2 separate regions of the Rattus norvegicus genome follow, and region 2 is linked to region 1. A link is a contact called in public Hi-C data. All regions are on one chromosome and are shown on one strand. The core of a region is the stretch at or near the end of the contact, and the rest is flanking DNA. Distances in the headings are between cores, read along the strand shown.

Evidence for each region. A called contact is a pair of places that touch in the nucleus more often than the background predicts.
Region 2: a contact with region 1 is called in a Hi-C map of liver, with 4 times the contacts expected there. The contact joins two enhancer-like sites. A contact is called at or near these places in 4 of 12 Hi-C or Micro-C datasets (kidney, liver and mammary epithelial cells).

Annotation. Positions count from the first base shown.
Region 1 is chr1:208,551,235-208,557,999 of GRCr8, reverse strand. No RefSeq gene overlaps it. Among named protein-coding and RNA genes, the nearest start is that of Shank2, 44 kb to the left of the region's middle. Within about 2 kb of position 2,394, at least 4 of the 93 cell types and tissues checked have an H3K27ac peak or open chromatin away from gene starts, as enhancers often do. A contact at or near this core is called in liver, where this site is marked.
Region 2 is chr1:208,645,777-208,652,541 of GRCr8, reverse strand. Shank2 (SH3 and multiple ankyrin repeat domains 2) reads right to left here. Exons shown (of 23, transcript NM_201350.1): 3 at 2,396-2,599. Among named protein-coding and RNA genes, the nearest start is that of Shank2, 50 kb to the right of the region's middle. Within about 2 kb of position 4,066, at least 1 of the 93 cell types and tissues checked has an H3K27ac peak or open chromatin away from gene starts, as enhancers often do. A contact at or near this core is called in liver, where this site is marked.

The DNA of each region.
Region 1 (6,765 bases), core at 1,145-3,644:
GTACAAAAGAAAAAACTTACGAGCTAAATAAACCTCTTTTTCTTTTAAAAAAAAAATAATGATGTTAGCAGGGAAGTGGTGGTGCACACCTTTAATCCCAGCACTTGGGAGGCAGAGGAAGCAAATGTCTGCGAGTTCGAGACTAACCTGGTCTACAGAGTGAGTTCCAGAACAGCCAGGGCTGTACAGAGAAACCCTGTCTTGAAAAAAGAAACGATCATACGTGTGTGAGTGTTCTGTCTGTAAGTACCATGTTTATATCATGTCCGTGGAGGGCCAGAAGAGAACGTCAGATCCACGGAGGCCGGCATTACAAAGAGCCACAAGGAACTGAATCCAGGTTCTCTGCAAAAGCAGCCAATGCTCTGAACGACTCCTCAGCCCCATCTTTTCTTTTTAAAGCACATGGCATCCAGTGTTTCACTATAGCAACAGAACGGCCTGAGAGAACTATTGGTTTCCAACAAGAGATGGCTTTGCCCCTCAGAAATCACCTGGCAGCTCTGGAGACATTTTTGTGGTTATGTCTTGAAGCAGTCTGATCTTCTGTCAGGCATCTTCCTCAGCACATTGTCCTGCCCCCAGCATCGACAGGGATGAAGTTAGTCAGGCTTTGCTGCACAGATTTCGTAAAAAGTTATCAGACTGTTCGTGATCAACATGGGCCATTTATTGTATGTCAATATGACATCAATAAAGTTTTAAAGTAATGAATTGCAGCCCTGTCCATCTCTGACTCTACAGTGTGGAGTAATTCACTTCACCGCTCTGGGTCTGTTTCACTTTGAAAACAAAGGTTCAGTAAACAATCCACTTCCGGAATGCCCCAGCACTGAATAAGATCATGAGATGGGAGCCAGACATTAAGAGAGATTTAAAAAAAAAAAAGGTGTTGATTGACAGGCCTTGACTAGTTCATGCTCAGTCTACTGGACCAGACTTCTGTGTCAGGAGTGGAACTCCTTAACAACACACAGAGAAAGACATCTTAGCTGGACCCCAGACCTTAGAGACACTGCAGCATCAAGGGAAAACCACCTCTGACCTTTTGGTTCTGGTGGTAGTGAGAGGCAAGATACATCAGTCAGAGTGGAAATCACTTTTGCAGTTACAAAAGCAGTTAAGAAAAAAGTAGGCAGCTTGGCAGCCTGGGCACAGGCACTGCACCTAATACAACCTTTTGGAGGATTACTAACTAACGGGCACATTCTTGTAACTGGGCCAAGACCTGGCTGTGGCATTATCCCCACTGGGCGCCCCCACTGAGTCCATCTCACCTTGAGGAAGGTAAATAGCAGCCTCTGGCCTGGTAACAGGAATCAGGGGCCTTCAATCAGCCTTTTGTCCTCCTGACAGCTGGGTGGGAAGGACAGCTTTGTCTGGCAGCCAGGACACACTCTACACCTTTGTCTGACACACGTGGCTCCAGAGTTTGCTGGAACCAGGGCAGGGAGGGCTGACTCCCTGCACTCCTGCTGTAGCTGCCAGCACCCACAGGTGCTCCTAACTCGGGTTAAGAGTTAGCTAAGGGTCTGCCTGGGGACATCAAGGTAGGGCCATGAAATTCTGCAGCTCTGGACCGTCTGTCTGGTCATCGTGTTCCCCAGCTGACAAAAGGAGCATCCAAGAAAGCATTCCCAGAGAGGCCAGAGGGGACAGGAGTAGATTTCAGAACTTCAACTCTAAAAAGGGAACATGGGGATACTCGGGTGCAACAGAACAATAGGAGACGTCTTACCTCTGACCAGCCGTGCCCCATACCTGCTGAGGAGGCACCCCAGTCTGTAGAGGAAGCGGTAAGGGTTAGAAACGGCCCTGTGTGTGCAAAGGCTTCCCAGGCCTGGCCCCCTGGTGGATCAGAGTTGCAGTCATGATAGAAGACCCTGCCTGTCCCCATGGTGTTCCCGTAGCAGAGAACACTGTGCCAGGTCCAGGTCCGGATGGGCAACTCCACACAAGTAATCCTAGATCTCTACAGGACGGACACACACACACACACACACACACACACACACACACACACACACACACACACTAAATCTGAGTGGCTTTGGGGATGTACCCACTTCCCATCCTCTGAGTGTTGACTCTGGGAAATGGCCTTTTCTAGCAGATTCTCCCCATGCTCAACAGACTGTGAGGAGAGCCATGTCAAAGTTATGTAGGTGCCTAGCATGACTCAGCAGCCTTGAATAAGCTCACTGATCCTGGGTCAGACCTACGTGGCTATACTTTTTTCTTTTTCTTTTTTCCATTCTTTGCCATTTCTGTTTCTGCGTTTTTTTGAGGCAGTATCTCGGTATCTCACTTTGTAGCTCACGATACCCATGTAGCCCAGGCTGACCTTTGAACTCATGGCAATTCTGGTGCCTCAGCCTCCTGAGGGCAGAGATTACAGGTGTGTGCCACCAAACCAAGTCAAACAGAAGGCAGGCCCACATAGAAGAGTGGCTACTGGGGAAGGGAGGTTCCTGACGCCTTCCCTGCCCCCAAGCTCACATGTAGAGGACAGACCCTGAGGTCCAATGAGGAGCCAGCCTCCTTGGTTCAGAACAGGCCAGGCTGGTTCGGTTGGTTGTGAGAAAAGAGGAGGAAGAAGGAGACTGGCCATCCTGATCCAGCCTGTTTATCCAACAAACAATAAAACAGAGGCAGGATTGTTCTTCGATATGGAGGGCATCCATGAGAAAGACCCCCTGGACCTTAGAGGTCTGCCCGGGAATGTACAGAGCCTGGGAAACACAGCCTGAGGGCCAGAGTGAGAAGGGAGAGGGCATGCAAGACATCTGCCCCAGACCCGCTTAGAGGTCTTTCCAGCTCTACAGTCGGTGACCTCACTGTGTGTGACCCTGAGTTTTATTCGACCTGGACTGGGTCCAGGATACCTGGAATGTGGTCAAACATTGATCTGCACGGTTGGAGCATGTGTTCTTAGGGGACACCAATGCTGGAGGTGCTAGCTAGCTCAGTGCAGAGCAAGCTCCCCAGTGGGGTAGCCTCACAGCATCTATCCTAGCTCAGATGTGAGATGCTGCCTAGCAGGCGCCTGTGTTTGAACTCTTAGTGACCAGCAAGTCCTACTTGTGCTGTTTGGGGATACTGTGGAACCCTTAGGGGGCGGGGCATCTCTGGAGGAAATGAGTTAGCTGGAGGCGGGCTCTCCCCTTCTGTTCCGTCTCTGCTTGCTACTATGTCACTACTATGTGAGCCAACAACCTCACACTCCTACTGTCATAGCTGTGTCTTCCCCATCATGGTGGCCTGTGGTGGACCCTAAAACTGTGAGCCCAAACAAACCCTAAACAAAACCCCTCTCTTTCCTTAAGTTGCTAAAGTTAGGTCTTTATCACAGCAATGAAGAATAATAAAACTAATACAGTCTCTCTGGGCTCTGGGATTGCTCTTTCCCGCCCATCATCTGAGTTACCACCTGCCTCCATTCAGACTGTGGCTGACCCACTAGAAAGGAAGTCACCAGGGCTTTTGACAAGAATCCCGGAGAAGACTCTGCTTATGACTGGATTGGTCATGGTCCAAGCACTGGGACTCTAGGTGCTCACTGGAGCAACCTGAGGTCATTCACTTACTTGTGGTACTGGGGAAGCCATAATAAGCAGGAGGAGAGCAGTCTGGTACTCCAGGGAAAATGACACCAGATGGTGCTCCTCCTAGGGACAGAAAAATGGGATAAATAGCCCCAGCCAAGAGCTGCCTGTTGCACATCTGGGTGTTCCCAGCTTCCAGTGGGATTTTAGGGAGAGTAGGAGATACAGGCCCTTCTGCCATGAGCAGTCCCAAAGCTGTGAGCTGTAGGTGCCTGGTCTACATGGCAAGTTCTGTGACGGCAAGGGCCACATAGTAAGACTCTGTCGTCAAAAATGAACAAACAAACAAATAAAGTATGTGTGTGCACATGTGCATGTGTGCGTGTTCATCTCTGTAGACCTAGCACTCAAGGAGTTGATGAAGGAGGATTGCCATGAGTTCCTGGTTAGCCTGGGCTACATAGTAAGTCCCTATCTTTAAAGAAAAAAAATCTTGCAATGTTGGATTAATGTCTATTTCGGGTAAAAATGCATTTTCGTAGGCCAACAAGCTTCCTCTGAGGGAGAAACTGAAAGAGGCCCCCAAAAGGTTACAGAAATAATCAAAGTGTTATGTGACTTCTGGTTGGACCCAAGGCAGAGGGACCAGGCCAACAGCTTCCCTCAGCCAGGAGCGATGTGGGTGACTACATACAGAACCATCTCCTTTTACTTCCAAATGGAAGGGACAAGTCTCTGTTACAAAGCTCAAAGCCAGAACCCTGGGCCTGAATACCAGACAGTCTCAGGAGCAGACGTGTGTCCTGACTTTCGGCATAGACTCCAGCACACCCTTAATTTCATCCCTGAGAGGTAGACAGTGTCCTTGGTCCAGCCAGCCACCACCTGTGCATTTTGCTGGGGCTGAGGAGGGCAACCCCATGAGTCAGGCTCTGTGGTGTACCTGCTTGGGATACAGTGTTTCACTGGATCTCTGTTCTCATCTAACAGAAGCTTGACTCACTGGCCTCACAGCTGCCTTGTAGATATCTTTAGAACACCCTGATGTGGCCAATCTCAGAGGTAACTTTACATTTAAACAAAAGAAAAAGAAAAGCTTAAGTGTACTTGGGCTCCAACTCAGAACAATTTCTCTCTGTGTTTGTGTGTGTGCTCATTACACGTTCAGTTTTTAATTGTCAACTTTACAAACCTAGGATCACATGAGAAGACACCTGCAACCGAGGAACTCTCTGGATTGTGTTACCTTGTTGGCATATTAACAGGCAATTGTCTTGACAATATAGGAAGACCCAGCCTACTGAGGGCAGCAGCAGCACCATTCTCTAGGCAGAGGATCTCAAACAATATAAGGAAGGAGAAATCTTGCCTCGAGAAGCAAGCAAGGATTCATGTGTTTATTCTCATTCTGCTTTTCACTGTGGATATGATGCTTTAAGATCCCAACTTGATTTCCCCACAACAACGAACCACAGCCAGGGATTGTGAGCTAAACAAACTCTTGCCTCCTTTGGGTTGCTCTTTGTCAGGGTGTTCTATCACAGTGACAGAAGTATAACTAAGACAGTGTGTGGGTACATCCATGCATGTGTGTACAGAGGCCAGAGCAGGACACCAGGCATCCTGTATCACTCTCTACCTCATTGTCTTGAGACAGGGTCTCTCACTGAGCTGGACAGGAGCTGGCTACAGAGGGCAGGGATGGGCTAAAGGGCAGATCTTCCAAAGGTGTGAACTATTTCAAAGGGGAGGGGGTCTTTACAGATGTTTAACCAATCAAAGTTGAAAACAGAGGGTTGGGAGAGAAAGCTCAGTTGGTGAAGTGTTTGCCAAACAAATATGAGGACTTTAGTTTGATTCTCAGAACCTATAAACAGGGTACAGTGGCCCGTGCTTGTAATCCCAGTACAGGGAAGATGGAAACAAGCAGATCTCTGGGGCTCACTGGGCAGTCAGCCCAGCCTAATGGTAAGCTCTGAACCCTGTCGAGAGAGAGAGAGGGAGGGAGGGAGGAAGGAAGAGAAATACCTCCCAATCAAAACAATAAAATAAAATGAACAGGATAGACAAGCTTGAGAAAAACCACCGAGACTATTTTCTGGCCTCTACATACCTGCATGCATATCCCTGCAGAGATACAACCATATAACCATGTACACACACACACACACACACACACACACACACACACACATACACACACACACACACACGTGAGATTATTCTATGAGGGGTGACTGTGAGCCCCTTGATAAGTGTTCACATAACCAAAGAAAGGGGAAGACACAGAAGAGGTGATGAGAAGATACAGGTGTAGACAGAAGGCGAGGCGGCTCCACTGAGGACCAGCAACCCCGGAAGATGAGAGTCAAGAAGACAAGCAAAGCCTCTGGAGGGGGCAGCTCGGTCACACTGTGTTCAGAACTGCAGGAGGATGAACCCACTTACTGTTGTAGACCATCCTTCAAGCAAAACAGATGCCAGCTCCAGGCTAGCCAGTGAGACAGTCTTTGGCTCTAAAAACAAAACAACAGAGTGCAGACTGAGAAAGGAGATTAACCAAGCATGATATATGCTGTTCGTCATAGCGGGAAAGCTTCAGCGCCCCAGGGAGACCTCACTGTACAGATAAAATACAAAACAAAACAGTGCCATTTCACAAACTTGCTAGCTCAGGAGGGAAGATGGATGTGGGTCTTTCTTTCTTCTTCTGAATGGGAATGGGCTCCACAAGTTCAGGTTTCCAGGGATGACAGAGAGAGAGAGAGAGAGAGAGAGAGAGAGAGAGAGAGAGAGAGAGAGAGAGAATGAGAATCCCTGGCTTCCACGCAGGTAGCCTCAGCTTCCAAACTGCTTCGTAGACGTTCTAGAGATGATTCGAGGGTCACATAGCCCACCAAGGCGAACCCCTCTCTGGAGTCTCAGAAGAGTAAAAGGCTTGGGGTTTCCACTGTGGGAACTGGATGATGGCAGGCGCCATACACAAACACTTTGGAAGAATCCACGTGCACAGGCTGTTGCTGCTGCAGAGAAAACCTTCATATGCTAAGCCATGTGCACTTTATTAGGAACATGAAGAGTGTTATGCTAAGTGTTTGCTAGGGCAGGAATTGTGGTTCAATAATAGAGTCTCTCTCTCTCTCTCTCTCTCTCTCTCTCCCTCCCTCTCTCTCTCTCTCTCTCTCTCTCTCTCCCCTCTCTCTCTCTCTCTCTCTCTCTC
Region 2 (6,765 bases), core at 2,817-5,316, 93 kb before region 1:
AGCCATCAGGACACAGGGAAAGCTCTCAACTGTGAAAGTCGGTCCTCAGTCAGTACAAGGAGTAAGATGGCCTGACACACCAGAGTTCATGACCTCATCCTGCTGGCTCACGGTCTGTGGGAATCCATCTGCCCCGAGCTTGTCTGGAGTGCACTGTGGATGTTACCTTTCTCTTCCCTGTCAGTTGGCTCTGTCAGAGCTGTGTGAGCAATCCTTTTACCCCCTGCCCAGGGCTCAGAGGCTCCTGCTGGTCTCTCAGGACACTGCTGCCTACTTGGCATTGGAAATTACATTGCAGAGTAGAGAAGTGGACTTGGGAGTTGGTGGCAACACTCTGAGGCATGCAGTGTCCCAGTGGTCAGCTTTATCACACATCTCTCTCCTCCCAGACACCCAGACCTTTGCTAAAGAGCTATATGACTGGACTTTGAGAGGAAACATGAGGTCCTTCTATTTGCTGAGTGACTCTGAACTGGTCACCTTCCCACCTCAGCCTCAGTTTCCTTATCTGTTTCACAAGGACAACAGCCCCAAAGGCCACAGAGTGGAATGACCTTCCTGAACTCAGGTTCAGGAACTTTATGCCTCCTTCTTGATCTTCTCTTGAGACTGTCACACTCCTGGGAATAAAGGACAGGAACACAGGGACACATCGCCAGTTCCCCAACTGAAATCTGACCTTGTATTATTTTCTCTTTTTTAGACTTTTTTTTTTAAACTTAGGGAGCTGGAGAGATGGCTCTATGGTAAGGAGCACTAGCTGTTCCTTCAGAAGACCCAGGTTCTGTTCCTAGAACTGCACATGATGGCCTACCACCATCCATAATTCCAGTTGCGGGGGATCTGATGATGTCATCGGGCTTCTGTGGGTGCTTCACATATTTGATGCATACCCAAACACACAGGCGCAAACTTATGTATATAAAATAAAAGTAAGAAAATCTAATGTTTTTAAATGTTATTTTATGCTGGGTGGTGGTGACACATGCCTTTAACCCTAGACTTGGAAGGCAAAGGCAGGTAGATCTCTATAAGTTCGAGGCCAACCTGATCTGCAGGGTGAATTCCAGGACAGCCAAGGCTACACAGAGAAACCCTATCTCAAAAAAAAATATATATATAATTTTGTGTCCACAGGTGTTTTGCCTGAATGTATATCGATGTACCATGTATGTGACTGTTAACTATGGAGGTCAGAAGGCATTAGATCCCCTGGAACTGGAGTTAAAGATGGTTGTAAGCTACCAAGTGAGTGCTGGGAATTGAAACCAGTTCCTCTGCAACAGCAATGAGTGTTCAAAATCACAAAGCAATCTCTATGTGTGTCTGTGTATATGTATGTATATGTGTGTATTTGTGTGCATATATGTGTATATGTATATGCATGTATATATGTGTGCATGTGTATATGTGTATGTATATGTGTGTACATGTATGTGCATATATGTGTGTCTGTGTCTATGTATATATGTATATGTGTATATGTGTGTATATGTATGTGTGTACATGTGTGTGCATATATGTGTGTCTATGTCTATGTATATATGTATATGTGTATATATGTATGTGTGTACATGTGTGTGTGCATTCCTCTGTGTGTGTGTGTGTGTGTGTGTGTGTGTGTGTGTGTGTGTGTGTGTGTATGTGTTTAGAGGCTGGAATCAACTTGGGTCCTATGGAAGAGCAGCAGCTGTTCTTTTTTTAAATTTATTTAATGTCTAAGTGCTCTGCGTATACATCCACTGGCCAGAAGAGGGCATTAGATCTCATTACAGATGGTTGTGAGCCACCCATGTGATTGCTGGGAAACTTGGGACCTCTGGAAGAGCAACCACCGCTCTTAACCCCTGAGCCATCTCTGTAGTGTGTAGTGCCATCACTGTGTTCTGTTCTTCCTCTACCCCACACAACATGACAAGTCCACAGAAGGCAAGGTCCGCCCATGACTCAGATGGGAACTTCCTTGATTTTTAAGTGTCAGAACACGTCAGTCCTGAAGAACTGGACCGCCAGGACTGCCTGAGGAGTGTGTGTCTTCTAAGCTCAGCCTGTAGCTTCTGAATGGAATTGGAAGGTGTCCAAGCCTGCTGCTAGATTACGATGCTTTAGCCCTGCATCCTACCCCAGCCCACATCCAGATGCCCCCATAAACTCAGCTCCCGCTTTGTCATCAGCTAATCAGGCCATTGATCCACACCTCTAAGGCCACCAAGAAGGACCACCGGGTACCTGTCACCCACATGCCTAAAAGGGAAGGTCCAGAGGAGCCAGACCTTAACTGTAGGGTGGCTGAGTTTCTAATGGAAAACCAACCAGAGCCTGGCTAAAATGCTGCCCTCGGTTGCACCCAGGCTGCACAGCACCAGCCCTCGCACGGTCACACAGGGCTCTTTACCTCCAAGGAAGGCACACCCTGGCCCATGGGCTGTGGGTATTCCCGCAGGAGCCGTTCCTCATCCAGGAACTTGCCGTCACGCCCGTTGCTGGCGGGCTGAAAGAGCCCATAGTTGAGTACATCCTTCAGGCCTTGGTTCAGCGTGCACAGTATCCGCTGCTTGGCCACCCACACGGTGGCGTCCGGGTTAAATCGAATGCACTTCTGCAGGAAGAACAGAGGCATGAGTCAGGATGCCAAAGGTCATCGGAGCCACTAACCTGGGCACAGGATCAAAAGATTCCTGTTCCTTCCAGTTCCTGTCCCCTCTGCCCCACTGCTACGTGTTCAGAACACGGGAGCCAAGAGACGTGGCTTGCTGACTTCGAAGTAAAGTTTACCTCTGTCTCTCAAACAGAAAGGCTGGGGAAAGCAAAAGAACTCAGTCAGGGCTGGGAGTCAATGAAGTGCCTGCCCTCTAAGCATGGCAGCTGAGCTTGAGCCCCAGAAGCCTCACAAAGTCCCAGCACTAGGGAGTAGAGACAGGCTAACCCCTGAGACTACCTGACCAGCCAGCCTAGGAACCGAAACCAAGATTATTCTATGCATAAATGTGCACACCAGAGCGCAGGAGTGCACTGTGGTGGGGGATATCCACTGAGAGTCATAGCCAAATACAGCTGTCTCTAAGACATCCCACGGGTTACAGGACCCCCCCCCGACACTCAGGTTCCTCATATGCAACGATGACATGTTTTTAAAATGTCCACACACCCTCCCAGTGCATTTCATATTGGAATATAGCATTGCCATCTACAAAAGTCCATGTTTGAGAACTGTGTGATTGCGTTAGGAAATAAAACCTCTTTTGTTTGAGGTATTTACAGCTGCCCTGGGACACATGGTTGGATATACTGCATGATTTCCTATTTGTAACACCTAATAGATCCAGTGTGCCCCTGTGTAAAAGCCGCACTCCTTCCTGATAAAGATAAAACGAGTCTTGTGCATGATTCTCCATCCATTTACATGGAGCCCCTGGTGCTGCCGCTGACTGTGCGATGGTGCCCCTTGAGGTGTGCATGGCTTGCTCTCTGGCAACTATGATACCTTGCCTCAGGAGCTCACTATGGGAAGCCTGAGGGGTGAGAGTGAGTCTTCACATCACCAACACTGTCTCTGAACTGAAAATCAGAACCGTATGACAGCCGGTGACAAAGCTCTATGATTAAAAGCGCTTGCCGTGAGAGTGTGAGGATTGGAGTTCAAATCCCTAGAACTCATATAAATGCCAGGTGGGTGTGGCATGCATCTGTAATTCCAGCCCCAGAAGGCAGGGACAGTGCATCTGGCAGACAGAGCTGGCTGACGGCACCAGCCAGAAGGGCAAGCTCTGGGTTTGATTGGTAGAGCCTTAACCCCTGCCTCAGGGAACAGGTGAAAGAGCAGTCAGTGAAGGATGGCTCTAGACATCCACTTTGGACATCATGTAGCCAAACATGCATGTGCATATGCACACCACATACACGCATGTGAAAAAATGGAAAAGAAAACAAAACCCAACCTGTACGTACCACTTGAAGGGTGAGGGGTGGCAATTATGAGAAACTATTTGAGCAGGGTTGGGGAGTATCAAACCAGTCACTGCAAGAGGTAATTTCTTAAAAGGTTAAACAGCTCTGCTGGGCCTCCATCACCCACACTCCTAAAGATGCATCCCTGCCTGTGAGAACTGGAAGAGTGACATTCAGCTGTGTTCCCAGGAGCCTTCAGTAGCACTCCTTGGAAGCCAAGGGAAGCAAAGCCAGACCAAGTTCGTGTCTAACTAAGACTTTTCATTTGTCTTGGATTAAAATAGGTTTCCACTGCTCAGCCATAGCAGGAGTGCAGGGATGCGCTTTCCTACTGTGAAGACAGCTTAGGAGAGCTGGGGAATTGCTGAAAGAGGCTAGAATTAGTGCTTCACAGGGGTTTCTGTGTGGGCCTGCCTAAGGGTACCGAAGGCCCTGTTGCCTTCAGGATCCTGTCCCTGAGCACCAGAAGGCTCTCATGGCTGCAGAATGGCTCAGCTCCTGTCAACCCTGAACACTAGTCTAGCGGCTCCAACCCCAGCCAGGGAAGCTGACACCCCACACATGAATGAACGCTCCTGTTGGCCCCTCTCAGGTGTCACTGGCTGAGTTCAGGGTGACCCTCTGACCTTCCTGGGTTACAAGACCTGGTGGGACCAGTTGTTCCTTCCAGAGAGGAGGCACATGGGCCCCCCTCCTCCATCCGCCCAGGGCTAGGTGAGAACTCTCTGTGATCTTGACACAACAAAAGCCTGATAAGAGATACAGCCTCCTGGGGCTGCACATAACCCCACCACTCCCAGTTCAGGAATCACTGCAGGATTTGGGTTACAGTACACAGATGGGACGTCCCAACTCAGGTTCCCTCACACAGAGCATTTCAGCAGCCTCTCTCTCTCTCTCTCTCTCTCTCTCTCTCTCTCTCTCTCTCTCTCTCTCTCTCTCTCTCCCCCCCCCCCCCCCGACAGCTGACAAGAACCTGCCAACTGGCAAGTGCCTAGAGGGGCCCAGGGCTGTATGCTGCCTCCCAGAGGACTTGTTGGCCATTGTAAGCTACACAAAGACTGGCACTCACTGCCACTTGGTGGGCAGAGCAGTGACGCCCATTCTGCACCTCCCCAGTTTGAGAACCAACCCTCAGAAACAAACAGCAGGTTTGGAAAGCACCAGTGGTGCCCCATGGAGCCCCTTCTGGGAAGAGACAGAATTCACAGGTCAGGAATACCTAGGTCTGCCACCCACCTGCTGGGCAGACCTACTAAGCAACCGCCGTGTTGATTCCTCAGTACATTGGGCCTCACGTCACACGTTTGGCAGCCAGAAAGATGCAGGTGACCATAAGCAACATCCACCCCAAGAAGACAGAAACGTATTTAGAAATGTTTTTTCAGGTGTGGTCAATTAAGATGAGGCTGCACTGGAGAAGGGTGGCTCTGACCTAATTCATGGCATTACAGGGATGGTAAACAGGAATGACACAGGTGGCGCATAGGATGGGGGCTGCAGGATTATCGGGATGATGTTCCTATAGAGAAAAAAAAAATCGAAGAGTGGGACAGAGGCTCCTCAGGGCATCCTGGAGAAGCCAGCACTTGGATCTTGGATTTCTGAACTTAGAGGTATGAGGCAGTATACCTGGGGTCAGTCCCAACAGCCCCGTGAAGTAGCAGATATGCAAATCACCTGCCCCTGACCTTTAATCTTGATTGTCACCTTGATTGAATTTGTAATCACACACCTGGGCATGTCAATTAGATAATAGTGAATTATCAATTAGGAATAATGGTGATGGTGGAGGGTGGTAATGGTGATTATAATTGATGATGACCCTTGTGGTGGTCATCAATGAGAATGATCCCCATAGGCTCATGTGTTTGAATGCTATTCAATACCCTGTTGGTAGAACTGTTTGGGAAGGATTTAGAGGTGTGGCCTTGCTGGAGGAAGTATGTCACTGTGGGGGCGGGCTCTGAGAGTTAAAAGACTCACTCCATTTCTAGTTAATTCCTTTTGCTTCTTGCTTGGAATTCAAGATGGGAGCTGTGAGCTCTCAACGTCAACTGCTATGCCTCTACTCTGCCATCATGGATTCGGATCCCTCTGGAATTTTAAGTACAAACAGACCCTTACTTCTGTAAGTTGCTTTGGTTAGTATGCACTGTGGATGGGTGGAGAGATCAACCGTGCTGGGTCTGCCATTCAGTGCAGGACAGGAGCTTCGGAGGCCACAAGAACAAATCTCCCACACCGTGCTCATTGGCCATAGCCTGCCAAGCCAATTTGCAAGGGTAAAGTTCAGGGGGTCTTGATCTTCGTCAAATCCAACCAGAAAAGCCCAGCCTGTGTGTTTCAGTCTTTAACTGTGCATCTGTTTGTTTCCACAGCATCAGAAGTCCAGGATGGAGGAATCTCAGTGTTGGCTCCTCCTGAGACCTGTCCCCTTGGCTTGCAGCTGGCGTCTTCTCCCTGTCCTCACAGGCTACCCTGTGTCTGATCCCCACTTCTTATTAGGGCCCCAGTCATGTGAATCAGAGTCACCCTGTTGGCCTTAATTTATCCTAATCCCCTCTTGAAAGCCCTCCTAGCTCCGAACAGTTACATTGTGAGGTCCTGGAGTCAGGGCTACACCACAAGAACTGAGGAGGTCATGCTTGTCCTATTGCTATATGTTACACGGATGACTGGATGACCAGGAGCAAATATCTACAACTCCCAGTGGGCCACAAGCCCACAGTGAGAGCTGAGGGGCAAGTCAGCATTGACTGCCGGTCCGTGTGGGTCTCAGTGAGGCACGCAGCAGCGCTGGGGCCGCATGTCCAC